Regions from separate parts of the Mus musculus genome. Here region 1 is linked to region 2. The links are chromatin contacts, called in public HiChIP or PLAC-seq maps. All regions are on one chromosome and are shown on one strand. The core of a region is the stretch at or near the end of the contact, and the rest is flanking DNA. Distances in the headings are between cores, read along the strand shown.

The links. HiChIP or PLAC-seq counts read pairs in DNA pulled down with a chosen protein or histone mark.
Region 1: a contact with region 2 is called in an H3K4me3 HiChIP or PLAC-seq map of forebrain, with 3 times the contacts expected there. The contact joins the promoter of Slc15a4 here to the promoter of Tmem132c in region 2. A contact is called at or near these places in 2 of 484 Hi-C or Micro-C datasets (embryonic stem cells and uterus), 7 of 115 datasets of contacts at active chromatin or transcription factors (craniofacial prominence, embryonic basal ganglia, embryonic forebrain and 4 more) and 1 of 9 other capture datasets (adipose tissue).

Annotation. Positions count from the first base shown.
Region 1 is chr5:127,614,728-127,619,075 of GRCm38.p6, reverse strand. Slc15a4 (solute carrier family 15, member 4) reads left to right here and starts at 1,684. Exons shown (of 8, transcript NM_133895.1): 1 at 1,684-2,261. The coding sequence starts at 1,707.
Region 2 is chr5:127,240,122-127,244,337 of GRCm38.p6, reverse strand. It overlaps Tmem132c (transmembrane protein 132C), which reads right to left and starts at 2,512. Exons shown (of 9, transcript NM_175432.3): 1 at 2,318-2,512. The coding sequence starts at 2,423.

The DNA of each region.
Region 1 (4,348 bases), core at 435-2,934, 380 kb before region 2:
ACAGGCCAATCTGTTGGGGGCAATTCCTCAGCTGAAGTTTCCTCTTCCCTTGTGTGTGACATTGACAACTGAAGCTAACTGTGCCATTGGGTCACTTCCCACCACCACCTCCAACACTGTGACCACACTAGAATATTCTGCATTCTGGGTTTGTCTCCATCCTCAAAGTACCAAGTTCAGGGGCCCCAGCACACTGCCTAAAATTCCTCCCTCCACACACTTAACTCCAAGGCCCCTCCGAGCCATTAGCTTCGCCATTTCCCTGAAGAGACTGACCCATCGGATTAGTTAGTACCAGTCAGACTGCGCAGTGAGTTACCAGCTCAGTCAGTCCAAATGGTTTATTAGCCTTATCATTCCAATACAGAGTTTGTTCAAGTATGTCATGCTTAGCTTAGCAGAACTTTTTCTTTTTAATTGCCTGTGTCTGTATGTGTGGACATACATGCAGTGTCTGCTGTCTATCCATTGTGTGGGGCTCCCAGCAGGGGGATAGAACTCAGGCTATCACCAGGCCGGGTAGCAAGCACCTTTACTTGGTAAGCCATCTCACTGGTCCAGTCTTTAAGCAAACGTTCCAAGACTCAGTCTTACTTACCAGCAGGACTAAGAGTCAGTTATAGGCTGTAAATAAAGGTTTTGGTTTTAGTTTCTTTTCTTTTCTTTTCTTTTCTCTTCTTCTTTTCTTTCCCTTTCTTTCTTTCTTTTTCTTTTTTCCTTTCCTTTTTTTTTTTTTTTTTTTTTTGAGACAGGGTCTCACTATGCAGCCCTGGCAGAACTCACTGTGTCGACTACACTGGTTTCGAACTCACAGAGATTCGCCCGCCTCTGCCTCCCAAGAGCTGGGATTAGTGGCATGTGCCACTAAAGATGTGTTTAGTTTTATGTGTATGGATGCTTTGCGTTCATGGAGGTCTGTGCACCCTGTGTGTGTGCAGTAGCCCTGGAGGCCAGAAGAAGGTGCCGGATCCACGAGGAACTAGAGTTACAGATTGTTAGGAGACACAAGGTGGGTGCTGGGAATCGAGCCCAGAACCTCTGACTAGCAGCCAGTGCTCTTAACTGTGGAGTTATCTCTTCAGTCCTTAAAATAATAATAATAATAATAAGAAGAAGAAGAAGAAGAAGAAGAAGAAGCAGCAGCAGCAGCAGGGCGGTAGTGGCGCACGCCTTTAATCCCAGCACTTGGGAGGCAGAGGCAGGCGGATTTCTGAGTTCGAGGCTAGCCTGGTCTACAAAATGAGTTCCAGGACAGCCAGGGCTACACCGAGAAACCCTGTCTCGAAAAAAACCAAAAATAAATAAATTTTAGTAATTTTTGTTTTAAGAAGAGACAGAAAAGTGAGATACCAAGAGAGGGAGAGGAGGCCGAGACTGTTACACTTGACGCCTGGGTCCTGAGAAGATGGCAAGAAGGGAAGATTTAGACCCTGGTGACCTGGATTAGGAACCCAGTTTGGGGCCGGAACCTCGGAGTCTAGGGTTCCAGTTTCCCGGTGGAACCCCTCCAGCCATAGGAACCACCATCCCTCCACGCATCTCAACAACAAACCGCTGTCAAGTGAAAGGCCCGCTTGGCCGGATTTCCGGGGGCGGAACCGGCAGCCACCCCCGCCCAGCTTGCCCAGTTAAAAGGCGGCGGCGGGAGAGGGAGGGAACTCGCTGTCTCGCGAGAGTTGGGCTACCGAGTCCTCAGTGAACCGGCCATGGAGGGCGAGCGGGCGCCGCTGTTGGGTTCGCGGCGTCCGGCAGTGTCGGCGGCGTCCGCGGTGTTCGCGGGGCGGCGTGCGGCGTGCGGGGCGGTGCTGTTGGCCGAGCTGCTGGAGCGCGCGGCCTTCTACGGCGTCACGGCCAACCTGGTGCTGTTCCTGAATGGCGCGCCGTTCGACTGGGAGGGCGCGCAGGCCAGCCAGGCGCTGCTGCTCTTCATGGGCCTCACCTATCTGGGCTCGCCGTTCGGGGGCTGGCTCGCCGACGCCCGCCTCGGCCGGGCCCGCGCCATCCTGCTCAGCCTGGCCCTCTACCTGCTGGGCCTGCTGGCCTTCCCGCTGCTGGCCGCGCCCCGCTCGCGCTCCTTCCTCTGCGGGGACCCGCGGCCCGAGCTCGTGCGCAACTGCTCGGCGCCCTTCCCCAACGGGTCAGCGTCGTGTCCCGAGAACGCCGCGCGCCGCTGTGCCCCCGCCACCTTCGCGGGGCTCGTGCTCGTGGGTCTCGGGGTGGCCACGGTCAAGGCCAACATCACGCCCTTCGGCGCCGATCAGGTGAGCCGGACCCGCTCAGGTCTTCCCGGGTTTGGGGACCACCACCCCCCCCCCCCCCGCCGCACCTCCTGCGCACCACGGCTACCCGAACCTAAGCGTTGACTTTAACAACGCTGGGGACACGGGGGAACTGGCACGGTAGCCTGTGTATCATCTGCACCTCCTGTCCCCCAGGGTTCTTCCACTGATTGGAAAAAAGGAGCCACCCCAAACACCTAAGCCTACATCCCCACTTGCCTCTGCACCTATGCGCAATCGATCGGAAAGCACAGGGCTGCCCACCAAGCTTCCCAACCCATAGACCTGCACCCCACATCGCCTCAGATCTAGAGAAAGGTTAAGGTGAGGGAGAGGAATTTCCCAACCCAGGGAATCTCCCTTGTAGTGCAGAGAAGAAGGCCACCTGCCTCTGATCCCTCCTTGTTAGTGGAGGTGAGGAAGGAGACCTGCTCTTCCCTTGGAGAGTGGCAGGAGGAAACCCATCTGCTCCAACACCCGAGTGGGTAGGAGGAAGGGCAAGACTCCCTCTAATGCGTGTGGGGAGGAAGCCCATGAGTAGAACCCATTCCACACCTGGCACTAGGTCCAGGACTGAGTAAGAGGGAGTAACAGCCCCTTCCCCTCCCCTGTGCGCACCGCTGTCCACATCTGCTCTTGCATCTGGTAGGGGACTGTAGGAGGGGAGAGAACAACACCCACCCTCTGCTCTGGGGGAGCTTTGTGTGTGTGTGTGTGGGGGGGTGGTGGTGGAAGTACTGGAATAGGGGAAAGCTGTATAAACAGTTATGATCTGGGTGGTAAGGAAGAGTTGAGGTGGGATTTATTCGTGATGCAGTAACCATTGTGGTTTTAAGGAGAAGGGACGTTCTGTTGGTGGAGTCATCTGCGTTGAGATCTGAAAGAGAAAAGGGTGAAGTTATGACTTGGAGGATAGACATGTACAAAGGCTCTGACACTGCCCTAGCTTCCCTTTTACAAAGTTAGGGGCAAGAGACAGGCAAGCGCTTAGTTTCCATCTTTAATGCTTTAAGTAAGTTTTGGGGTAGGGTGTGGCAGGTGGGAAAGACCAGCATCATTCGCTGCTACTCTGACATCCAAGAACAAGGGATGAGGAGGGAGCCAGAGCTGTGGAGCCACATCTGCTCTGCTTCCCTTTCTTAGGGGACTCCCATGCCAAGAATAGTTCTAGTGGTCAGATGCAAATAGAGTATTTTGTAAGCAGTGGAAATTATGTGGGGTTTGAGTGTCAGGCTCTCAGGATAAAGCTTGCTTTCTTCCTTTCTTTCTTCTTCTTTTTTTTTTTTTGGTTTTTCAAGACCGGGTTTCTCTGTGTAGCCCTAGCTGTCCTGGAACTCACTCTGTAAACCAGGCTGGCCTCGAACTCAGAAGTTCACCAGCCTCTGCCTCTCAAGTGCTGGGATTAAAGGCGTGCGCCACCACTGCCCAGCTTAAGGTCTCATTCTTAATTGCTTACACATCCCCGACCTCTGCCTTCCATGGAGCTGTAAAACTGAGTAAAGCAGGGGCTAGATAACTCCTAAAACAGAACACGTGTTGTCCTGTTTCAGAAAGACTGCAAATAGCTATCCTAGAGTGCGTTGTGTGCCAGGAGGGTGAGAGCACGGCTCAGACTACCGCTGGTCTGAGGAGAGAAGTGTGGCCTAGAGTGGAGGCAGTGCCTTGGACTGAAGGTTGCACTCAGATTGGGAGGCTGGCTATAGGAAGTGCTAGAGGGTTATTTGTGTGTAACAGGGAAGGTGAGCCCTGGGTCTTGGTACAAAACTGATCCTTGAGAAGCTGAAATTGAAGTCAGCAGAGCGAAGTCATCTCAGAGTAGCACCACAAATGTAGGACTGACTGGCCAGTGTTATATGGTGTCTGTAAGGCTGGCCATTTCGGAGAGGACACAATCTCAACGGTGTCAGAAGTAGTAGTGATCTCAGTATTTAAGAGATTGAGGCAGGAAGGTTGCCACATCACATATTCTGGGCTACAGAGCAAGACTGTGGGTCATACAAGTAAAATGTAAACAAAAGAAGTGTTGCTACTTGAGAGTTCTGGAGTTCTCAGAGGTGTTCATCAAACTT
Region 2 (4,216 bases), core at 1,263-3,762:
GACCTTCCATCGGGTTCCGGTGAGCTGGAATCCACAGCCCAAACCAGCTGTCTCTGGGGCCCGTCCACCTAATCAGAAGCCATCAGAAGCCCACAACCCTTTCCACCTGCCTTTGAGGGTTGACGGGTGTAGAAGCGGGTGTTTCAGCTCAAGGGAGCCTTAGGGAGAGAGCCCTTCCTTTCAATGCACTGTCCTATTTATGAAAACTCCAGAGCACAACTGTGCTTTCTGTAACCCCTGATGTGTTGCAAAGCTTCAGAACTAACCGTCAAAAACACACACTTGGTTGGTGGCCGATGACTGGACAGATTTCCAAGGTTCCAGAAACATGCGCAGAGACCCTTGTATAGTCAAAGTCCCTGGTGGCATAGCTGTTTTTAAGACAGTGGAAATTTAAACAAGGGTGAGAAGGTGTTTGTTTCTGTCAAACATGCTGTGGAGGAGCCGGGAGGTGGCTCAGGGGTAGACTCACGCATGCGCGTGTATGCAGGAGGACCTGAATCCCAGACTCAGGAAAACAGAAAAGCGAGGCAGGTGAAGCAGGCTGGCTTCCCAGCGCTTAGGAGGCAGTAATGCACAGGGCAGGGCTGGAAGGAACTTAATGAGGGAACTTCCCCGCCAGATGAGAAGCTCTGTCTCAGAAAAAAACAAAAAACCCTCCGTGGAGACGGACTGCGGAAGACAGCGAGGATTGATCTCCTGTCTCTACACATAGGTGCGAACACACACCCGCTTGCACACGCACGCACGCACGCGACATCTTACAGAGTAAACACCAGGCTGGGTTAGGAAGACACCGGGGACGAACTGTAGCTTTCATCAGCCATACAAAGTGAAAACACATTTGGCAGACGGGCTTCCAGAACCAACCTTAGAAGCCCTCCCCACTTCCCACCCCCAACATGGTGAAGTCTAGCAAATCCAGGTGTCTTGGTGGGGAGGGGGGCGCTTTGCATCACATGGGCTTTCCCAGCCCTGCAACCTCCACCATGCCAGCCCCACCCCAGCGCCTTCAATCGCCAGCCAGCCCAAGGTCTAAAACGGCCACCGCAATAACAGCCGCTTCTTAGTCAGAAGCGAAATCTGGGTCTCTTTCTCTCTTTCTTTCTAACTCCCCATTAAGCCATTTGGTGATCAGAATCCGCGGGGAGGTGTGTACCGAGAGCCGCCTCTGGGCTAATAGCAGAACACAGGTAAAGGCTCCTGAATTTCTGCTCTTTGGGGGGGGGGGGAAGCCCACTCCCAACACCCCCACCCCCCACCCCAGTTTACCCGGGGCTCTGTGGAAACAGGACCCACTGGAAGGAAGCACAGCGTACATGGCAGGTTTGTCTGGGAATTGCTCCTCGAGTAAGGGGCATCCCCTGGTTTCACATGGTGGAGTAGAGACTTTTGTAAAGCAAATTCTACTTTTTAACGCCAATTGTCAACTTGTCTCCCCAGATACATTTCCAGCCCATCCTTGGAACCCCGGACAGGAGTGAGGTCTCGACATCTGTGCGGGGCGGATTAGAGCGAATCCTCAGTCCAGTCCGTGTCAAAGGCTGAGCTTGAACCCGCCTCGCTGCGGGAGGGCTCAGGACTCCGGGGAACATCCGGGCTTAACCCACCGCACGCGAAAACCCCTTCAGGGCGCCCCCGCGACCGCACCCCGTAGCTCGCGGACCCTAAATGCCTGAAGCCAGCGGCTCCGATCTTCCAGTCCTGCCTGCCGCCGACCGGGCTCACAGAAGAGTAATAATATGACTTAGCGACCTTAAGCAGCAGCGAGCGCTCTGGCCAGGCTGCGTCAGCCGGTTTGCACAAGTCTCCAGAAACCTGCAGAGTCCGGATTCCCACGGCCCCCGGAGCAAAGGACCGAAGTGGGAGCCTAACGGCGAGTCGCTGGAAACCAGAGCGGTCCGATGCTTTCAATGCCACCGTTCGGTCTAATGTAGGGCGGAAAGTCTCAGGTTTCTCTAAAGCTGGGGAAGGGGCCGCGGGAAACCAGGGTCCTCCCCGCGTCCCGCAGCTGCACCGAGTCCCGGGTGTGTAGCCCAATGTAGAAGTCAAGGTGTAGCCCAGACCCAGAGTCCGGCAACCACGCCCCCCCCCCCCCCCCGCTCTCCTGGAGGGAGGCAGTAGGGCTTCGAGGTGGGCTGCCGCGGAGGATCCCTAGCACTGACTCTAATGCTCCAAGCTGAGGCTGGTGTCCGCTGTTTCCGTAGATGGAGGCTCTAAGATGGGACCCGGATCTCGCGCCGCTCTCTCCACCCTCGCCCCGGCTTTCCCGCAGCCTACTAGGGGACCTGGAGGTCCCCGCCAGCGCCCGCCTTACCTTGGCCCAGTAGCGTGGCTAGGACCAGGCTCAGCGCCCCGTACCGCGCCGCCCGCCTCGGGGCCGCGCCCTCGGAGCGCATCGTGGCCGCTGTCACGCCATCCATCGCCAGCCCCGGGACCGCGCCGGTTGCCCCATGCCCGGGGCCGCCCCCGGCAGCGCTCCGGCTCCGGCGGCTGCTCCTGAACGGGTCCGGACAACTTTTCTCGGGTTGCAGCCGCGGTCCTGCTGATCCCGCCCCCGGGACCGCCCACTTCGGGCCCGCCCACTACACCCTCCGGATCCGCCCACCTCCGGCCCCCGCTCGCGGCCAGAGGGATGGATGGAGGATGCTTGTGTGCCAGAGAGGTTCCCGGAGCGCAGGCCTCGGGAGGGAGACCCAGAGAGAGGACGAAGAGACTCAGAGACCTCGAATCCCTCTCCTCCTGCTGCTGATCGGCCGCCTCGCAGTCTCCTGCCTCCGCGCAACCATGTCCTGCAAGACGGCTCTGCCCAGGTGCTCACCACGCAGGATGGAGCTGGATCCTTGCTCCCTGCGACTTGCTCCCCCCACCCCTCACGGTCACTCGGGGCCGTCGGTTCCCCATCTACAACATTAGGTCCTCCTCTTCTGAGGGCTGGAGACAACTGGATTTCAAAGCCACGTGCAGCTGTGGAGGAACTATCTAAGCGAAAGATTGGATTCAGTGGGATGTGTTCGGATGTGTGCTCCGCGTGCACTGCGCTTGGGAACGCGCTGACTAACCCCACTGTCTTTAGAAACCGGCCTGGGGCATGTGGCAAAGGCGAGACTCTTTTGTGTCTCTCACCCAATGTACTTTAAAAAAAAAAAATCAACTGTGCAGGGTTAAAACAAAACAGCGACGCCATGTCTCCACCTCCCCCTCCCCCCCCCCAAAAAAAAACATGCCTCAGATGTGCCTCGGTGAGAGCGGTTTCTCTGCACACCCTGAACCCATTTTCTCCTGACTTCCCAGCACTCCCTTCTGGTCACCAGGTTCTAGCCATGTCCCTTTAGGCTTACCAGCCCTAGGGTTTCATCTGCTGGTCCAGGAGCCTGGGCAGTGTGCTGCACAAAGACCCTCTTGGGTCTGCAAGTGAAAGGTTCTCAGGATGCACGCGCGAGCCTCTATCTGCCACTAGCTCTCCAAACCTGGGGATCCCCACCCTGTTCTAAGCCTCACGCTGCATAGGCTCAGTGGTCCCTCTCCCAACCAGGGCTGACAGAATCCTGTTGACCAATCCTTTGGAAAAGCTTTCAAAAACAGTGATTGTAGAAGAAATACCAGGGCAAGAAGCAAGCTTTCCAACCCCCAGATCAGGAGAAGGCAGAAGCAGCCCAAGGAGCCCAGACCTTGGAGACTAGCTTGCACCCAAAACGCAACTGGGCTCTCACAGGCCAGGGAGGCAGCCACTTTATATTTAGGTGATGCAGGCCCTACTGTTCAGCTCACTAAGCCACGGTAGACACATCCTTAGGAAGCAATAACGAAGTCACATGAGCCCCAAGAGGGGAAGGCAGACTTAATCATTTGTTTGTTTGTTTTTTGTTTTTTAAGTCTGGAAGTCTCTAGAGAATGACTTTTTAAAAAAAACTCAAATATTTAGCAAAGGAGATGTGCAACAGCCCGTTATTTCAGACTGAGGGATGGAGTTTGTTTCATCCACTATCTCCCGTTCAATAATAGGAACAAGAATTTAAAACCCCAAGGGGTTCTCACCTCCACATCTACACCCTGAATCACCATATGGGCACCTACTGTCATGTCCTCCAATCTCTTGAACCTTAGATACATCTCCCTTCCTGATGCCTCCAGAACAAACAGAAGGAGACCTAAGTAAAGAGAGTTTTCCTTTTGCAAGCTCCGCTTTAAGACTTCCTTTAATCTGCCACGTGAC